Regions from separate parts of the Mus musculus genome. Here regions 1, 2, 3, 4 and 6 are each linked to region 5. The links are chromatin contacts, called in public promoter capture Hi-C maps. All regions are on one chromosome and are shown on one strand. The core of a region is the stretch at or near the end of the contact, and the rest is flanking DNA. Distances in the headings are between cores, read along the strand shown.

Evidence for each region. Promoter capture Hi-C pulls out the DNA fragments that hold promoters and counts their contacts.
Region 1: a contact with region 5 is called in a promoter capture Hi-C map of pre-B cells. The contact joins the promoter of Armc1 here to the promoter of Rpl22l1 in region 5. A contact is called at or near these places in 2 of 39 promoter capture datasets (liver and pre-B cells) and 1 of 484 Hi-C or Micro-C datasets (CD4 T cells).
Region 2: a promoter capture Hi-C map of pre-B cells shows a contact between it and region 5. The contact joins the promoter of Pde7a here to the promoter of Rpl22l1 in region 5. A contact is called at or near these places in 2 of 39 promoter capture datasets (cranial neural crest and pre-B cells).
Region 3: a promoter capture Hi-C map of pre-B cells shows a contact between it and region 5, with 4 times the contacts expected there. The contact joins the promoter of Mtfr1 here to the promoter of Rpl22l1 in region 5. A contact is called at or near these places in 1 of 39 promoter capture datasets (pre-B cells) and 1 of 484 Hi-C or Micro-C datasets (CD4 T cells).
Region 4: a contact with region 5 is called in a promoter capture Hi-C map of pre-B cells, with 2.9 times the contacts expected there. The contact joins the promoter of Mccc1 here to the promoter of Rpl22l1 in region 5. A contact is called at or near these places in 1 of 39 promoter capture datasets (pre-B cells) and 1 of 484 Hi-C or Micro-C datasets (CD4 T cells).
Region 6: a contact with region 5 is called in a promoter capture Hi-C map of pre-B cells, with 2.7 times the contacts expected there. The contact joins the promoter of Fxr1 here to the promoter of Rpl22l1 in region 5. A contact is called at or near these places in 2 of 39 promoter capture datasets (liver and pre-B cells).

Annotation. Positions count from the first base shown.
Region 1 is chr3:19,161,196-19,164,414 of GRCm38.p6, forward strand. It overlaps Armc1 (armadillo repeat containing 1), which reads right to left and starts at 1,900. Exons shown (of 7, transcript NM_028840.3): 1 at 1,715-1,900.
Region 2 is chr3:19,309,860-19,313,047 of GRCm38.p6, forward strand. It overlaps Pde7a (phosphodiesterase 7A), which reads right to left and starts at 1,463. Exons shown (of 13, transcript NM_001122759.2): 1 at 1,005-1,463. The coding sequence starts at 1,142.
Region 3 is chr3:19,186,343-19,189,541 of GRCm38.p6, forward strand. It overlaps Mtfr1 (mitochondrial fission regulator 1), which reads left to right and starts at 1,768. Exons shown (of 8, transcript NM_026182.6): 1 at 1,768-1,946.
Region 4 is chr3:35,999,188-36,002,256 of GRCm38.p6, forward strand. It overlaps Mccc1 (methylcrotonoyl-Coenzyme A carboxylase 1 (alpha)), which reads right to left and starts at 1,491. Exons shown (of 19, transcript NM_023644.4): 1 at 1,294-1,491. The coding sequence starts at 1,370. It overlaps Mccc1os (methylcrotonoyl-Coenzyme A carboxylase 1 (alpha), opposite strand), which reads left to right and starts at 726. Exons shown (of 3, transcript NR_029456.1): 1 at 726-1,524.
Region 5 is chr3:28,803,922-28,807,343 of GRCm38.p6, forward strand. Rpl22l1 (ribosomal protein L22 like 1) reads left to right here and starts at 1,587. Exons shown (of 4, transcript NM_001347226.2): 1 at 1,587-1,622; 2 at 2,582-2,671; 3 at 2,816-2,937; 4 at 3,266-3,422. The coding sequence starts at 1,614. The coding sequence ends at 3,410. It overlaps Gm32950 (predicted gene, 32950), which reads right to left and starts at 1,430. Exons shown (of 3, transcript NR_166194.1): 1 at 1,341-1,430.
Region 6 is chr3:34,018,529-34,021,733 of GRCm38.p6, forward strand. Fxr1 (fragile X mental retardation gene 1, autosomal homolog) reads left to right here and starts at 1,551. Exons shown (of 17, transcript NM_001113188.1): 1 at 1,551-1,635. The coding sequence starts at 1,585.

The sequences.
Region 1 (3,219 bases), core at 650-3,149, 9.6 Mb before region 5:
GAAGACCAGGCATCAAGTCCCAGCACCCAGAAAGCAGCTTACAACTCTACCTCCAGTTCCAGGGGATCTGATGCCCTCCTTCTGGCCCCAGGCATGTGCACAGACATATATGCAGTCAAAACAGTCATAGAAAATATTTTTTAATTATTATTAAAACACTAAAAACTAAAACTCTCTGAAACACTATCTTTAACTATTGGGAATTAGGATAAGTGAGTCTGGCAGTTTGTTTCAGCTTTATTATCAAATAACCAAATGAATAAACTGGGAAAACTGGGAGTAGCAGCAATTCTACCCTTCCTTCCAAAACAAACAAAAAACAAACAAACAAACAAAAAACAACAAAAAACTAACGGGAAGATCTTCACGACAAATGGAAGAAACTGGGGGTGGGGCTTACACAGACCTTGCCAAACTGAATATAAAGAGCACAAGGTTCTTTTAATCTAACTAGCCAGCAACAGTAAATCAGCATCCCCTTTGTCTTAATTTGCTCTTTTACTTCCAAAGCCCGCACCTGGTGTCAATTACAAGACAATTATGAAACAGTTAACATTGATGTCTACTTTAAGAGTTGGGACGGCTAAGTTAAAACTCTCAAGAGACACATTCATTTTCTGAAAAGGGAAACGTCGTGCAAATGACAAAAGCTTTGTTCTCATTTTTCTGTATCTCAGTCTGAGTAGAGGTCACAGTGCATAGGACGTATGCCTTTACTTTTTCTTCTCCTTACTTAGCTCTGGCTGACCTATGTAGTTGAGATGAGCCTGAAACTAGGAGGGATCTGCCTGCCAATAGCTACCAAAGCAGGGATTAAAGGCATACCATCACGACCCAAACTTATTTTCTCTTCCTTGGCTCTATGTTGACAAACAGAACCCTTCGCAAACTTTAAGGACACTGCGATCACCTAAGGGACCTTGCCAAAAGTAAGTTCAAGCTCAGTGGGTGTAAGTGGGTCTGGGAATCTGAGATGTCCAACCAGCTTCCAGATGAGGATGCCAACGGGCAAGAAGTCTTGAAGCACGGAGTTAGAGACACGCGAGACATCAGTGTCTGGGCAGATGTCAGAAAGGTATTCCTTTTCTTATAGCTAAGAATCACCACTTAGTTAATAGAAGTATTTAGCCCTCACGTGCTAAGAGCTGCTGCGGGCACACACTTATCCTAAATCCTTAATGATTAAGCCGGGTTGAAAAGCAACTACCACTATCAAACGCCGAGACCCGATCTGGCTTCTCCTTGCAATTATAACTGTAACTCTTTTGGAATTGAATTACCGTCTCCAAGCCTCAGTTTCTTCAGGTAGCAGTTTTGAGCGGGTAACAGGGTGGGAAAAAAAAAAGGCAAGACAGTAAAATGTCTGGCAAGTACCATGCAAGCACAGAACTAACCCAGTGGGAAACTTCTACTGCAAGCGCTGAGGAGACAGTATCACCAAAGGAGCAGCTAAGTGCACAAATGCCCACCACCTGTGTACACGAGTTTCTCTTGAATGGAGGCCTGCGCGCAGAGGCTCGCAGATTTACAGAAAGAACGCCGCGACATGGACACCCGCTACTCGTAGGGCGGGCTGGCTGGTCAGAAGGAAGAGGAGAGAAGAGCACGTCCGGAGCCGTCCGAGGCAGCCCGCGGGATGCCGGCAGGAGGCGGGCGCAGCGGCCGGCCCGCGCAGCAGCGGCCCCTCGGCCCCACCTCGGCCCCGGCTACGTACCCTCCAGAGCTCCGGGCGTCCGGAGCCTGCCGCAGCATCAGAGCCGCACCCACCACGGCGGACAACGGGCGGCGAAGACCCCGAGCCACGGCCCGACTCAAAGAACCACAGGGCTGAGTCGCTGGCGGCGGAGGAGCTGCAGGCTCCGCGGTGACCCTGTCACCTCTGCTGGCTTTATTATCCCATTGGCTGAAAATGAAGCAACGTGAGGAAGGACACCCAACCAGAGGCGGGATGTTCTCAAACCTAGTAGCTCATTGGTGAGCTAGACCGGACCTATGAGGACCCAGAACACTGAATTGGAACCAAGGGCTCGCCGTCCACGGAGTGCTAAACAAATTTACAGCCATCGTGGCTCCGCGACTACAATTCCCAGGGTTCCCGCGGCAGGAAGGGCTTCTGCTTCTGTGTGCAGACACGCGAACAGAATAGTTTATCTTCAGCAAGTCTTCCAGGTCTGATAAAACAACCTGTAACCCTTCATCCACGTCTGTGCGTCTTTACCCAGAATCTTCGGACGTTTTTTTGTAGTTTTTACTATGAACGTCGACACTGTTTGGCCTCTCTGGATTTCGTTCATTTCTTTTCAGTGCTGCTTTCTAGCAAAGCGAGGGATGCGAAGTGCTTTTGTTGGGTTGGCCTAAGTGATTTGACATTGAAAAGAATTTTGTCTTTTCTCTTGTCAGAGACTTGTGTTAAGAGAGTTCTCCAGTTCATCATGAAGTTTTGTTAATGCTGTTTTCTATTTATCAAAGTAAAGACATACTTGTTTTATCGATACTAGTTACCGAGGAGTTGCTCTAGGTACGTTTTATTTTCCAAAGTATTTCTGAAATTGTTATCCAAGTCTCGCAGGCTAATCTGAAAATAATACATCCATCCACACTCCTTTTTGATCTTCGTTTCTACAATCTTATTCTGACGTGTTGCTCATACATTAAAGTTACAGGGACTTTGTTGTTATTCTTGTTACAAGGAATTTGAAAGGGCTTTAATTTGGAAAGGATGTGGAAGACACCACACCGGACTGTATTCTACGCTATTATCTCCAATATTTTGTAAGTGAATTTATAAACCAGACCGCCACGGCGGAATCTGAGCACTAAGTAGGTAAAGGCTGAAGGCAGACCATTTCAAGTTCAAGCCCAGTTTAGGCTAACTAAAGCTTCACAGAAACCTTGACTTAAAAAGAAAAAAAAAGAAGAAGAAGAAGAAGAACAAAAGAGTCCATCTCTTGAGTTTCTTAATGTTCCCGTGCTCTTGGTTATCTTATTATTAAAACCCAAAATGAAAACAAGTCCAAAGTAAAGCTTGGTAGAAAACAAGAACAAGACTCTAAATAACCATCTCACCTACAGGCAAAAGCCAGTCTGTGTGCTTTATTCACAAAGCCAAGACAGGGATTAGTGGTAAGAGAACATTGAGCCTAAATTAAAAACAGTGAATGTAGAAAGCAGGAAAAAAAAAAAAAAAAAGTAAATATACTAAGTCCAAGGGGCATACCC
Region 2 (3,188 bases), core at 213-2,712, 9.5 Mb before region 5:
AGAAATACTAAGCAATAGAAAAAAATAAGAATACTTTATTTTACGAAATGAATACGGGACCTAGGGCAATGGCTCAGGCCTGGTACTTGGAAGTCTGAAGCAGGAAGATCATGAGTTAAAGGCAAGACTGAACAATTTAGAAAGGCCCTGCCATAAACAAGCACACAAATAAACGAATGAATGGATGGATGGATGGATGGATGAATGGCTGAGGCTCACTGATTGGAGTCTAGACCAGCAAATGTAAGCACACTCCTCCAGTACCCGTCCCAAAAGTAATCTCATAAACACAGAACTTCTGGCAGCAGGCAATGAGGGCACCAGGTTCATATGTAAACAAAGTAAAATTCTTCCTCTTTATTCTAAATCTGGCAACCAAATTTAACCCAACTAAAGAGCTGAGCCAAGGACGTCACAGAAAAAAATTTTTTTTTTTTTAATGTTCAACAGCAACTGGTGTTGGGCCATCGGAAACAAAGTCCTTTGTGAATGCTCATCAGTGGTTTCTGAACTAAAGCCGCCTTTATCAAGCGAGAAAACTGATTGGAAACCATCAACTTTGCACACTAGTTCCTGACACCTAGGCCCCTTCCCTACAAAGCAGCAGTTCGCAGTTCGGGTGAGGACCACAATGGGACCACTAGGCCTATTGTTCTGAGAAACTCAGCACCCGCAGCGCTGCAAGGCTCGAGAACCTGCACAGGTGTGGGGGAGGGCTAGGGGGTGGGGGGCGAAAAGGTGAGCTCAGGGTCATGACTAAGGGGACAAGAGGCCCAACTGGTAGGAGACACAGAGAAAGGAGGGGAGGATAAAGTCATGGCTTGGGGCTACCAGCGGGCGTGACGGGTTAGCCGCGGCGAGGGTCGCAGAGGCCAGGGGCACCGAGCACAGCCGAGGGTGAAAGACTCCGGGAAGGGGAGGCCAGCCTACCGAGGCGGGAACAATGGCCCGAGTCCCTCCAGAAGACAAAAGCACCGAGCTGCGGGCCCCGGGGCGGCGGTTACCTGCGAGAGCTGCCGGGGATGCGGGCAGCCGAAGAGCGCGGAGCTGGAGCTGAAGCTGATGGCTCCTCGGCGGCTGAGGACGTGCTGGGGGACCGGCCTGTCCAGGGGCAGCACCGGCAGCTGGTAGCATACTTCCATTGAACACGTCCGCCTTGGATCCGCGCGGCGCCCGCCAGTCCGCGGTCGCCCGCCCCTGCGCTACGAGGGGGCCGCGCCGCGGGGACCCGGGGCCGAGGCGCGCGCGGGGCGGGCGGCGCTAGTGGCCGCCGACGCCTCCCGGCCCTCCGCGCGGCTGGCGGCGGGAAGGGCTGCAGCGGGCTCGGGAAGCCGGGCGGGCGGCGTTAAAGGGGAACCCGCCGCCCAGGCGCTCCGCGGCGCGAGAGCTGGCCCGGGCCGCGAGCACGGGCGCGGAGCGTAGAGCAGTTCGGCCGCCGGAGCCCTGCCCCCTCCCCTCCCCCGAGCCTCACTCCGCTCCGCCGCCGGCGCGAGCCCGGCGTAATTCACACTTTGCAGCAGCGGACCCTGCGCCAACCACGGCCGCCGCCACCGTGACGTCACGACGCCGCGCCGCATGCCCCGCGCCCCGCGCCGCCGCCGCGCCCAGGAGCCCGCCGGCTGTCCGGACAGGGCTGCTCGCGTCCGCTGCGCTAGGCGCCGCGCCGCGCCGCGCCGCGCCCCGCGCCCCCCCGGCCCCTCCCGCCTCCCCGCAGCTCCCTCCCCGCAACCCGCGGCGCGTGCGCAGGAGAGTTACGTGGGGCATCCTCGGGCGCACCGACCCGGAGTTTGTTCGGCCTACCGGATCGGCGCTGTTTCGTCCGACAGATCCAAAATGCCCAGAGCACCGGGCGCCCTCTCCGTGCTCCGCCCGTCGGGGCACCGCGCGCGTCCCCTGTGGAATTCCCGTACTAGGGCGTCGCGGGAGGCCGCTGCGGCGGTGACGCCAGCAGATCTCGGGGGCTCAGTGCTCCCGCTATGTCACCGTCCGTGCCCTACCTAGGCAAGGTTCCAGTGGCTTCCCTTGGCAAGTGAGGCCCCAGACTTTCGGGGCCTGCAGAGCAGAAAAAGACCAAAAACTCCCGAGCGAGAAGGAGGGTCTTTGGATGGAGAAAAGTGAAATTCTGCAACCAAGAAAATGAGAAATGACGATATTGGGAAGACAAAGATGACAAAGAGACCAAAAGTTCCCCTAGCCAACCATCGCCCTTCTTTGTTAGTGTTTGCTGGCTAGGATGTAAGAGAGCTTTTCACCTGTTTTGGTAAGGTGAGGATATAATTTGCTTGTTCTTTTAAGTTTCTGCCCCAAACTGCCAAAGCTTTTCTGCAGGAGCCGACTGTTTCTGATGCTTTGAGCATCAGATACTTTTAGCATGAACGAGCTCCACACCCCCACCCCCACCCCCGCCCCCTGGCAAAATAGATTTGGATCATTTCTCAGGGCATCTAGTCTCCCAGTTATTTAAGATTGGCAAGGTGGCAGGTCTTAGAAGAAGTACAGTGCTGAGCCTGGGCTTAATGATGCTATAAATTGAGTACCGAGTGTACATGATCAGATAAACGGACAAAGGTGGAAGGTGTATTCTTTTATTATTTAAACCTCGTGCCCCTGTGTATTTTCTACATGCCAGGTCTTCATCATGTTTTACGATCCGTTCTGTGTCATGGAATTTGCCTTCACTAGATGAAGAAGCACTAATGAGATTCTTTTAGTGCAGCAACTGATCTCACTGCTTTTGAAATCCTAATTAGTCCCTGTAGTAGATGTGTTAAGCATCTCACTTGGGATTACACCGAGCACTGTGGGCCACTTAGTCTTCAGAAAGTCGTTTATCAGCTGACTAAATTGGAAGTAGATTCCTAGAAACAAACTTGCCCTACACCTAGGACAGATAAATCTCAAGAACTAACCTCAAGTGATATGTACGGACATGGTGGTACAAACCTGTAATCGCTGCCTTTGGAAAGCTAGGGCAACACGATGAAGAGTTGAGAGTTAAAGATAAGCTCAAGTATCATAGTGAGTTCAAAACCAGGCAGACTACATAGTGAGATTCTATCTCAAACAACAACAACAAATTTGAGTACCTCTACACAAAGTTGATACTGGTAAAATTTCATTGAGTAAAATATACCACATTTAGTAATATCCAAATATTTGATTAATTAAATAATAAGACTCACTACTAA
Region 3 (3,199 bases), core at 518-3,017, 9.6 Mb before region 5:
TGAGTTCCTGGACAGCCAGGGCTATACAGAAAAACCCTGTCTCGAAAACAAAACAAAACAAAACAAAAGCAAAGCAAAACAAAAGCAAAGCAAAGCTTAAAAGTTCAAAAGCATAAGGACTGCAGGTCTTTCTTCGATTAGATCCTGGCTGGATGTATTTCAAACTCTCTTTTTCCTTCACCAGGGTTTGGTACCAGGCACCATGTTGATAGGCTCTTTGTGTTATTGTATTGAATGAGATGGCACACAGCTTGGTCAGAATTCTTAGAAATGATTCCATTACTGGGAGAAACAATAATTTGTGATAAAATTACTCAGGTTTAAGTCACTGCACCTTCATCTAGATTGTCAAAAAGTTCAGGGCCACTCCAGGGCACTTGAGGGTAAAGCAAGGTGGGAAGGGAGGGAAGTTGTAAAGAAAAAATCAAATCAAATCAAAACAAAACAAAAAACAGGTTTTAAGCCATCTCCAACTGATGGGTGCTTTCAGATACCCTTCTTCTTAAACATAGACAATCACATAGGCCTGTGTGGTGGCAGGCAGCTGAGAGTCACCTGTGGGTCACACAGCTGGTGACCAGGGATCCTGAGGCAACTAATAGCTTAGCAGTAAATCCTACAAGTATCATTGGAATGGTCGCCCTGGTGTGTGGTCCCTACCAGTTCACTTCAGCAGCTTTTGTCTTTTCATCAGCCTTCAGACCAAGCACCCCTCCCTGAACTGCTCTCTCAGGCTTCTCTCTCCCAGCCTTGGTCACAGCCTGTCAGGCCCTTTTGTACTTAAAACGTTATAACACTTGGTCACATATATTAATTAACCTTGTTTTGATCTCCCTGCCTTTTGGTAGGCTTACTCAGGGTGTGGTTCAAGGCTTAAAAAACAAACAAACAAACAAACAAACCCCACCAACTTTGTACTGTCATAATGGGCTCCCAACGAGCCGTTGCTGAGTAACTGAATTGAAGCTCTAGGTGAAATCCAAAGCAGTAGCCAGGAGGAATTTAGGCCATCCAGGGTAAGAACACCAGCGCTCCAATGAGAGGGTAAGAGAGAAGGCGAAGTAGCAACAGCTGCTGCCCACTTCCCACCTCAACTCTTCCACCCTCTTCCAGGTTGTTTTGGACATAGGCTGGTCTTCAACTCTGGATCCTCCAGCCTCCAACTTCAAACTACTCGTTTTACATAGCAGGAGCCGCCACGCCCAGGTAGGAGCGGCCTCTTGAATTACTGATAGGCTTTCCCTCCATATTCACGTTTTATCGCACCCACACACACCACCGTGCTGCTTATAGCTAACTTGACACAGACTGATCGTATTTTCATGACTAGGTTATCTGAAATCTAGAATAACCCTTCATTAAAAACTACGCACACCAATTAGGCAGACTTTGAGGCGGGGGAACTGAAGGCAGGAAAAGTCTTCACTCCCTCTGAGCCGCGCCTTCCACTCCTCCAGAACATACGTCCGGGATTTGAGGCCCGAAACAGATCGCCCTGGCAGACAAAGTCCCCACAGAGCGTGGGTTGAGAAGGGCTCGACACAGGCTAGGCTAGGCTAGGCTAAGGACCTAGCTCCTTTCAGCGGGCACACATTTGAGACTTCACTCGGAATGTGGGTATTCCTACACCCAAAAGGGGCGAAGTTTACCAACAAAAATAACAGGGGCAGAAGCACCCAAGACAAAGCGCGGCACACTAGCAAGCACACGCCCCTTACTGGGCACCGCGCGTGCGCACAGAGCCCGGGACAGGTAGCCGGCGTGGCCGGCGAGCAGACACGCCTTCCGCCGGCCTCTCCTGAGCCCGCCCCCGGGCCTCAGCGAGCCGTTCACTGGTCAGCCTAGGCCGGGCCAGGGGCGGGGATTGGCTGATTGGCATAAGGTCCTGGGACAGCCAATCTGGAAGGCTGAGCAGCTGCGAAGGTGAGGGCTGCTGCGCAGCCGAGGTGAGTGGGGCCCGGGACAGAAAAGCGGTTGGCGGGGTGGGGAATGGCTACCACCCGGAGCTGAACGGTGGCGGGAGGCCGTGTTGTGGACAAGGGAGGGGACGGGGCGCGGCGCGGGAGGCCGGCGAGCGGGAGGGAGGCCGCGGAAGCCCGGAGCAGAGAGCAGCCCTCCGGCTCGCCCGCGCCTGGCCTGCTGAGCTCCGCGGGCCGCCGGCCTGGCTCCCATCCCCCGCAGTCGGCGTTGTGCCCTCGCTGGATCCGGGCTGAACGGGGCGGCCCACGGCGTTCAGCCTGTTCTACCTGGACCTACTTTCCTGTCATTGTCGGCTGGCAGCTCTGAACTTTCTAAGCGTGCGCAGTTTGCGTGTAGCCAGACTACAGAAACTTTGAGATCTGAAGTCAAACTTAACCAAACCTTTCTTTCCGCCTGATGGTTTGTTTTGTGATTGGTCTGATGTAACCTCTTCTGGCTTAAACCTCGTTTTGTGCTTGAGGATGGTCAATAGAAGTTCGGATCCTACCCCCTCCACCTCCCAACTACAGGATTTAAAGCTTGCTTCACCACATCCGGAAAAGAATATTAAGGAGTATTTCATGATACTTGGTAATTTAGCGTTCACTTTTTTGTTTGGTTTGGTTTTGAGACAGAGTTGTCTTCCTTACTCTAGGCTGGGGTGGAATGCACTATGTAGATTAGGTTGAGCTGCCTAAAACCTCCTGCCTCAGTCACCACGCCCGATTCCAGTCACCTTTTCCTAGTGTATGTAGTTGTTTTACATTACAATGACTTAGTCAAGGAAGTTGTGACACTTACTATCTTGTTACATGAAAGTAAGTTGTGTCCACATATATTGATCACATATATTGTACATACACAAAAATCATTTAAAAGGTAAAAATTATTTTTAAAAAGAAGGTAATAGAAATGGGTTTGCGATTATATACAACCGAGTTTGACTATAAAATGCTTACGAGCTAAGAAAAGTCTCAGTCACGATGTGCAGCTAACTCTCTATCAACACCCTAATCTTTGAATTGAAATGCAAGTCTAGTAACTGAAGAGGAAACTTAAGGGTTCTTTAGAAACTGTGTTGTACGGTGTTCTGCTGGGCTAAACACGTGAAGGAACATGTAGCTGAAGTGGACCTAGGCGAAAGGATGTTCTACGAAAGCAAGCACGTGAAAGGACATGGGATTAAGATTTATTTGCTAATGACATGCATGTATTGGTCTTCGTAGTTGAGCTGCATTTG
Region 4 (3,069 bases), core at 241-2,740, 7.2 Mb after region 5:
CTGCCTAAGAAATCACAGCTTTGTCATGTATCCAACCTGGGACCACTGATAGCCTAAAATGTTTTTTTTTTTTTTTTTCCTCTCAGCTAGTGAAGACTGAGTCAGGCAGTCAGACACACTCCTTAAGTGCAATCCTTTATCTTGACAATGTTCTGATTTCTCTATCCCATTTTTCAAAGCTCTTTTTGCTACATCTCAAAACATTTAAACATGACGAGTAAATTGCCTGCCAGGAGATAATTCACCAATTAAGACAGCCGCTATTCTCATGGGTAGAGTCTGACTAATCAAATTCTTTTCTCTGAGGTATTAGAGGAATCATGGCTGGTAAAAAGAAAGAAAAAAGAAAAGGTAAAATTCTCATGCTGGTAAGAGTTTTAATTTTAAAAACTATTAGCAGGATGACAGCTATAACTAAGCCTTGAGAGGAGAATGACTCTGTGGTATTCTTGGGAACCTAAGGAAATTCACAGGAAGAAAAACAGCACTAATACAACTTTCACCATCTTTCTTATTTAAAATATAGGGTGAAGACCTACATTTTAGTATTCACCGAAAATCCAGGGCATCGACCACTGTTTGTTGAATGGACCATGATGTGTTTAAATTTTTATCCACGTGTTGATTTGGACATACGAGGGGGTTAGTATCGTCTTTATATTACCTCTGCTAGATACAAGTATCATCACCTCCAAGCAGAAGAAACTGAAGCACGGATATTAGGTAACTCGACCAAGGTCACAGGTAAGCTGGGAACCCAACCTTCTGCAGGCAGTTCTTGCCCTTGGGCCAGTACGTTTTTCAGAATGCGAGGAGGTGATGATTATGGTGAAGTAATCTATCTACATGACTTGGGGTTTTCACTGTTGTCAAAGCGTGGAGCTTCGTTTCCAAAAGGATCCGGGGTAGTCATCTGCCAGCTTTGTTCAAACTTGTGAACAAGAGCGTTCGACAAAACTCACCCCTCATTAATTTGACTCTTCCCAGCAATGGGAAAGGTCTCTAGAAATCCTTCTCTGAACTGCACTCAAAATGAGGGAGCTAAGCTGAAAGCGACTTTGGGAAAGGGGTCCTGGTGCAAGCCTCTAGCTACGTATGCCATCTTCGGTTGCAGCACCGTGCGGGGTGCCCAGATCAGAAACCAGCCAAGGTGGCAGAGTCTGTAGGAAGAGCCAAAGACTGAAGTGGGACAGCGCCTACCAAAACTACACACAGGCACTTAAAGGGCTGCTCTCACGTGACCCAGCGCCTCGCATCCGGGCCGCGCACGGACCGGCAGTACCCCTGAGTCACCTCGGCTGCAGCAGCAGGATCGGGACCCGTCGCAACTGGTTCCTGTCCACCGCAGCCAACAACGCCGCCGCCGCCATCTCCGCGCTGTTCTGCTGGATTCCAAAAGCTGCTTGGCTTATTCTTGAAAGCGTCCCTCCCTGCGCAAGCTTCTTGTCCCCGATCCGCCACCGTAGCTCCGAAGAGCAAGTAGGCGTCTCCGCAAGAGCCAATCACAAAACTGGGTGTTTCAAGGTACCGATTGGCTGATTGGACCATGTGCCTGGGGGGTGGGGAGTGAACTGTGAGGGGCTGGGCTCCATCTGGAGGGGCGGGGCCAGGTTTTTTTTTTTTTCTTTTTTTTTTTTTTTAGCACAGAGCATGAGAGGAAAATGCACAGCCCCTCAAACCACCACTCAAGCAAAATGCAAGCTTTCTCACTAAACATCAGGAAAAAGGGGCAGTGGAAACTGCGTGGCAGGAAACAAAGACACAGTAAAAGCTATGTGTAGGTATTTGATACAGCTGAGGCAGAGCTCATATGGGGGAGAAAAACACAGTAAGTGAAACAGCCAATCGAAGGGTTATAAGTGCAAAAACTAAATGGGACGTAGTGGCGCATATTTGCAATCCCAGAAGCTGAAGCAGAAGGATTGTAGTAAGTGACAGGATTGACTAGACAGTGAGTCCCAGGCCAGCCTGAGCAATACGTTGAGGCTGTCCCTCAAAAACCAAAATAAATAAGATATGAAAAACAAACATAAATGCAGAAGGAAAACAAATGTAAAGAGGAATAAATTAGTGAAATCAGAAAACTAACACCAAAGGACAAATAAATCCAGGAACTAAGAAAATAATTAGAAATAAGGGGACACAAGTGGAAGCAGGAACATCAGGAGTTCAAGCCCATCCTAACCTGCAGACCAAGTTCGAGACCAGTCTGGGCTAGTAGTCCTGCACCTGTCTTTAAAATCTAAGATGTTTTCTTGAAAGATTCGAACTTTTAGAAAGTCTGGATACAAATTGGCTTGCTTGTGTATTTTCGAGAAGGTTCCTACTTATCTGGCCCATTGGCCAGCAAAAGAGAACCCATCCCTCTGGAGTTCACCAGAAATGAATTCCTTCCTTCAGGAAGGATATCTTATATTGAGTAAGTTTAGACTTTTATCGGTAGAGTCATCACATAGTTTCAAAACGTCCCTGGGAGTACTTGCCACTGGCTTTGTTTGTGTGGCTGGATATCTTTTTTTCCTACAGAGTTATAAGAACTCTAGTTATAGAGGTTAATATTTCCTCAGGTTTTCATTTAGTTGTTTACTTTTACGCTGTTTCAGGTGTGAAGAGTTCCATATTAAAAAAAAAAAAAAAAAAAAAAAACCACACACTGTTTTCTGGGCGTGGGGAGAAATTGTTTTCATCTTGTACTTAAAATGAATGTAAGATATATATTTAAAACAGCAAAAAAGTGAACATGGCCTCCAAATAAGCAAGAAATAAAGAGGAAAAAAATCTCACATGACTTTTTTTTTTTTTCTTTTTGAGACACGGTCTCTCTATGTAGCCCTGACTGTCCTGGAACTCACTATGTAGACCAGGCTGACTTCTAACTCACAGAGTTTGAGAGCCTGCCTCTGCCTCCCAAGGGCTAGGACTGAATGTGTGCACCACCACACTGGTCTTGATTATATATATATATGTGTGTGTGTGTGTGTGTGTGTGTGTGTGTGTGTGTGTATATATGTGTGTGTGTGTATATATATATATATATATGTGTGTGTGTGTGTATATATATATATATAT
Region 5 (3,422 bases), core at 337-2,836:
GTTGGGGGCCTATATCAGCTGGTATATGCTGCCTGGTTGGTGGTCCAGTGTTTGAGAGATCTTGAGGGTCCAGATTGAGACTGCTGGGCCTCCTACTGTAGAACAGACCCTCTTCTCAGCTTCTTTCAGCCTTCCCTAATTCAACAGGGTTCAGCTGCTTCTGTCCATTGGTTGGGTTCAAATATCTGCATCTGACTCTTTCAGCTGCTTGTTGGGTCTTTTGGAGGGCAGTCATGATAGGATCCTTTTTGTGAACACTCTATACATAGCCTCCCTCAGTAATAGCCCTGGGGCCTCCCCTTGAGCTGGATCCCACTTTGGGTCTGTAGCTGGACCTTCTTTTCCTCAGGCTCCTCTCCATTTCCATCCAGGTAATTCTTTCAGACAGGAACAATTATGGGTCAGAGGTGTGACTGTGGGATGGCAACCCCATCCCTCACTTGTTGTCCTGTATTCCTGCTGGAGGTGGGCTCTAAAAGTTCCTCTCCCTACTGTAGGGTGTTTCATCTAAGGTTCCTCCCTTTGAGTCCTGGGAGTCTCTCATCTCCTTTAAATAATTGGCTTAAGTGGTTATTGTTATGACACAGAAAGTTGCCAAAGATAAGCAAAACAAAAATTTTAAATGTCAATTAATGGCCTATTTTCAAAATATCTAATGATCATTTTGATCTGCAGAACAGGAAGCCCTTTAGGAAGAAATGTCAACCCTGGCCCCTGCCTGAACATTTGGAACGAAAAGTTTTTGTGATTCTTAAGGCAAAAAGATTTTAAAATTTAATGAAATTGATTTCTTCTAAAACCTCAGCACCACTAGCACCATACCCTACACTGTATTAACGCCTATTACCGATCGCTTGGATAGAACACAACTCTTACATTCTAGGGCCTTTTCCAAATCAACAACTAAAGTCCATCCCATCTCCTGTCCCTAAATACTAGAGTTTCACACTAACAGAAACGTATACTACTGAACACCAACAGCCTCACCACTTTTCTGACCTGGCGTCAATTACAACCGCTCAAAATTCAAATGCTTTTTTACTTTCTGTCATCAAGGTACGTCCATCCTAGTGTACTTTGTAAACATTGATAGTTAGGTTTCAGCAGATTGTGAGTCAGTAAGTAGAAAGTACAATAAATTATGCCTATCCAATAAACCCAAAGTGTACTCAACTTGTTCTTCTCAGAAGGACATCCTCTACCTTAAAAGCTAGGCAAAGCATAGAACTTTTTCTCTGGAGGACTATAATCGCAACATAATAGAGACGATCATAAAGCAACATTGAGAGTCTGCCTTGCCCTGAATTATAACAGATAACTCCTGCATCCCTTGAACTTACTCCACTCTGGTTTGTAAGTTTGCAAAGTCCACAGCCAGAGCAGAGAATCAGTCGGCTCCGGCTTCCCACTCGAAGACGCAGGCGGAAACCAAACGCCAGGGCATCCCCGCCCCCCAACGCCACGCCTCCGTTTCCTAGGTGACTGCCAAGCACTCCGTGCATATCCGGTTCCGAGTTGCGTATTTCGCACGCTCTGCGTATGACGCAGCACGTTTTTATATAAAAGCGTGCGTGCGGCGCAAGCCCGTTCTCTTCCCACGGCTGCAGCTCAACATGGCGCCGGTGAGTGCGCGCGCGTGTGCGGGGCTCGGGTATTACAGGTAGCTATTGCGTCTAGCGAGCGGGAGCGCCGCAGGAGAGAAGGCGGTGGGAAGAGAGTCGGCCTGGCGGCTCGACTGGGACGATAGAATCCGGGTTGCGGAGCCGTCCGTGAGTGCCGTGCGGCCTGCGCGGCGGGAGCCGGGCCCGCGACTAGCTTAGTATCGGCGGGCGCGGTCGGTCTCTGGGCCTCTGGGTTTCTCCATGGCCTGTGGTCACCCTGTCAACGGAAGAGAGCCTAAGTGGCCAGGTCCGCGGTTGCAATGACGTTAGCAGTTTGAAGAGCGTGGTTTAAACATTTGGAAAGTCACTATAACCAAAATTGTTAAAAATAAGGTTGCTGAGTAAGGATTCAAAACTGAGTGACGTCTGATGGCCCCATCGGGACTGCCTGTTCACTGCACGGCAGTGAGCGAGTCCACCCCGTCATTCACTCAAATGCCAGTTCCGGGTTTGCGATAATTGGAGGGTGGTGAAGGTATTATTAATTGGTAGCCATTTAGGTGACTCTGTTTGGACCAATTACAATAAAGCATAAAGAGACCCATTACCCTAAAAATGGTGTTTTAAGTTCAGATAAAACTTGAAAAGCACCCAGGTGGGTGTTTTAATTTGAAATTGGAAATAACATCAGTTACAGTAGGAAGCAGTTCTTCATAATCAAGCAAGATTTCTCTACTAAAATAAGCTTACACTTGGAAGGTACTTAACTGGAAATGATGACGTTTCATGGGAATTGAAACATTGGTTTAAACCAAGCTAATGAGTAACCTTTACATAGAGCACAGGCTCCTTCAGGTGTTGGTCAAGTCTGTGTATAACCCATTATACCAGATGTATGCTGAGTTGGTAATTTTTTTCTTGGGAATTCAGTGTCTAAGCTGAATAAACTGCTTTAATGGCATCATAATTATGTCTAGCAGAAAGACAAGAAGCCTAAGAAGTCCACCTGGAGGTTTCATTTGGACCTTACTCATCCAGTAGAAGATGGAATTTTTGACTCTGGAAATTTTGTAAGTGTCTTACTGTGATTGCATAGTTGTTGGCATTTAAATGTAGTACTTGATATTAACCTAAGCTGTGCTCCTAGGGTACCTTCCCTAGTGACCATCTAGGGTTTCCTTCCCTAGTTTTGCATTCTTTCTGTTTGAAAATAGGAACAGTTTCTACGGGAGAAGGTTAAAGTCAATGGAAAAACTGGAAATCTTGGCAATGTTGTTCACATTGAACGCCTGAAGAATAAAATCACAGTTGTTTCTGAGAAACAGTTCTCCAAAAGGTCTGTTCTTCTGTTTTTACGTTGTGGTGGGATGTCTCGTAGGCATTAGTCTGCGAAAATGGCTGTTAGTCTGTTTAAAGGTGTTTGCATATGAGTCAGGATGACTCTTGCTGTCTATTTCATTTCATAAATGGGGAATATTAGTATATTTTGAGTCAACAGACAGCAGATTTCATGGTGTGTTGTACTAGGGGGTTGAGAGGCTGCTCTTGTCCTGGTTGCTTCTTAAAACCAAAGTCCTAGTGAGTAGGAGTTACAAATGTGGCAGTGCGTGTTTTCATGATAGGATTGATCACACATCTAATAAACTCATGGTTTTGTCTCAAAGGTATTTGAAATATCTTACCAAGAAATACCTTAAGAAGAATAATCTCCGTGATTGGCTACGTGTGGTCGCATCTGACAAGGAGACTTACGAACTTCGTTATTTCCAGATTAGTCAAGATGAAGATGGTTCAGAGTCTGAGGACTAATTGGCCTCTGCT
Region 6 (3,205 bases), core at 301-2,800, 5.2 Mb after region 5:
ATCTGACCCTCAAACATACTAATAAACCCATATCAGCAGTACAGTGCGGTTGCTTATGCAGTGTAATACTGTGACAAAAAATGGACACCTAGTCATACCTGCTGTACCATGAATCTTGAAAGAATATTCTAAATGAGAGAAGCCAATCACAGAAGCTCTCACATCACGATCCCACTCATATGTGAGATCGAGCTAGGCAAATCTCTACATAGAAAACACATGGGCAGTTTCCTAGAATCCAGGGAATTCAGGAGAATTGGGGAACAGCAACAAGCACAAGTGCTTTTTATTTTTACTTATTTATTGTTGTTTGTGATGAAAATGTTTTATACTGATCCTGGTGATAGACGCTGAACTGTACATTTTTAAAAGGGCTAATCTTGTATAAAGAAAATGTACTTTATACAAACCAGGTTGCTAGGGGCCAGGAGCTCACACCAGTAAAGCCAGCACTCTGGAGGCTAAGACAAGAGAATGGGAGGTAAATCGAAGGCCATCTTGGACTGCTTAGTGAGACTTGTCTCAGAGTAACAGGTAACCGTGGGGGAACTGAGCCTGTTAGCCCAACTGGCACCTGGAGGTGGGAGGCAGGGTGGTCAATTTGAGCTCCAAATAAAGGAAAGACAAATACATCATGCGTCGCTGAAAAGTTATGTAAAGATGCACATACAAATGAATTCTTTTAAGTACTATTTCCAAAAGCCTTGCTTTCAGAAGTTGGCATTAACTTATCAAACTAAGTATGAGTGCCACAAAGCTTCTAGAACTGGTGGCGTTTCTGGTAAAGTCACACAACACAAAACCCAATAGGTTCTTGGATCCTCTTTGCAAAACTTCCCACGTGTAACCTATCAGGGGTGGGAGGAATACACTTTCCCATTGTTTAAAATTTTTTAAAAGTAATGCCAGCACTCCGATGGCCAGAGGCAGAAGCAGTTCTGTGGGTTCAAGGCCACCCAGGGGTAGAGAACTGTGTCTCAAACAGGATCCCCCCACAAAATTAGCCTAGGTTTCCCGAGCCTTTAATAACGTATTAAGGTAACCGTGCTCGGTCGGTGACAGGTGAGTGAGCTGCCTTCGCGCGAGGCGAGGCCTGAGAACTGCGTGAGGCTCGGGGGAAGCCCCGAGTCCCGGGTTCGTCCTGGGAAAGGCTCTTCAAGGGGACGGCCCGAGGCTCCAGAGGGAAGGCTCCATGAGGGCAAACCTGAGAGTGTCGGCCGGCCATGCGCTCTGGCCGAGCCCGAGCGCCCGCCAGGCCGCGCTTCCTGACGGGAAGAGCCCGTAGGGAGCGTCGCCGGCCGCGCGGATCCTGGGGCGAGGGTGGCGCGCCGGGCGGGTCCGCCTCACTCATTGTGCGCGAGGCGGGCCGCGCGGGCGTGGGCGTGGGCGGACCGGCCTGCCGCTGGGTAGCCGCCCAAGGACCCGCGCAGAGCGGCGCCGCTAGCGGAGAGCCCGGGAGCGGGCCGGGAGCGTCCCGCCCTCCCGCCCGCCCGCCCCTCCCCCGCGACGCTCGCCCCTCCCCCCTCCTCCCCTCGCGTTGGAAAGTTTCTAGAATCTCTTCCCAGCAGCCTTTGCGGTTCCAACATGGCGGAGCTGACGGTGGAGGTTCGCGGCTCCAACGGGGCTTTCTACAAGGTACGGGCCGCGGGGCGGCCGGGGATGGGAGCTGGGCACTGGGAGCGGGGTCAAGGGGCGCCGGGGACCCCGGGGGCCGAGGAGAGGTGTCAGGTGGTGGCGGGGGAGGCAGCTGGGCCGTGCTGCTGGCCTCTGCCCTCGGCGCGGTTTAACGGTCTCGGGGCCCAGGCTCCGTTATGTTTGGAAACAAGGCGGCGGGTGCTGGCTTGCCTCCTGTCCCGGAGCGTCCTGGGTCGAGGCCTCCGGGACGCGGGCGGGCGGGCGGGCTGGAGCGGCGGGCTGTGGTGCGGGCGCGCCGCCGAGGCCTGGCGGGGTGGGGGGCGCGGACGGGCGGACTGAGGGACGGACTGAGGCGGGCAGCTCACTGCGACCCCGCGGCGGCGGCCGGGCCCGCCAGGCTCCTCTCCGCCCGCCCGCCCTCCCGCCCGCGGCATGAATGGCTGACTCCCCGGCCTACCCCGGCTTGTGCTGCCCCGGGGGCCCTGCGAACCCACGGCGCCCGCCCGCCCGCGTGGAAACCCGGACGGGCGGCGGGCCCTGGTGGCCGCGGCCTGGGGAGCGGGCGGCCCCTTCGCCCCTCGGCCCGGGAGAAATGCGAATTCCGAAGGAAGGGTTCAAAGGTGACCCGAGGCCAGGCGGCAGGTGGGAGGGACGCGTGTCTTCCCAGCCCCTGGGAAGGTGGGTTTTTTGTTTTTTGTTTTTGCTTTTTAAGTCCTCTTCCACGAGGTTCTTTTTGTTTCCTTTGAGAAGAGGCCATGCATTGCCGTGGAGGCTGGCCTCGGAGACAGAGGGAGGATTCTAGAGTGGAGGAATTTGTAAGGCGCTTGCTTCTATTGGAAAAGGGGGAGGGGGCACCAAGCAGAACACGAAGGCTGAACAGTTTTTCCATAGTAACGGCCCCTTCTCCTTATTTTTTTTTCTCCCCAAAGTGTGCGAGAATCTTAACAAATCAACACAAAACCTTCTCAGCTGTTGTCTGTCAGTCATTCTCCAAGCCAGCATCTCAGATGTTTGAGAGTCTTGGCTATTTTTATGAAGGCTCTCTTCTAGTACATGAGTATTGTATGTACTTAAAATGGTTTCTCACAGGTTTTCATTTCAATGGCTCCTTTATTCCAGAGGATTTTATTTGGTATTAACGATTTCCTAATTTTTCAGTGTTTTGCTTTTCCCTTTCTAGCTTGCTTATTAGCTGTATGGAGGTGATTTGTCACGTGGTAATAATATAGGCAGTAGCTCATTGACAAAGAATGATAAGTATACTTTTTTAAATTTTGTTTTGTAAATTTTGATTGTAAAATCTCTGGTGGCCAACTAAGTAGTAAGAGTGAGTGTTAAAGCCTTTAGTATCACCTATTAGTGTGTAACTGGCTTCGTTAGTGTTCCAGGTTTAAAACATGATGTCACATAAATGATTCAAGCAATATTTGAGTAGATACTTCTTACTGAAACCTAGTGGTTACCATCTCTGCAAGATTGTAGATAAGGTGAGCTGGGCCACAAGGACTGGACTTAAGACTACTTTTCCTGCCTAGATAAAGTTCGTTAGTGTGTATCACTCCCTACCTAC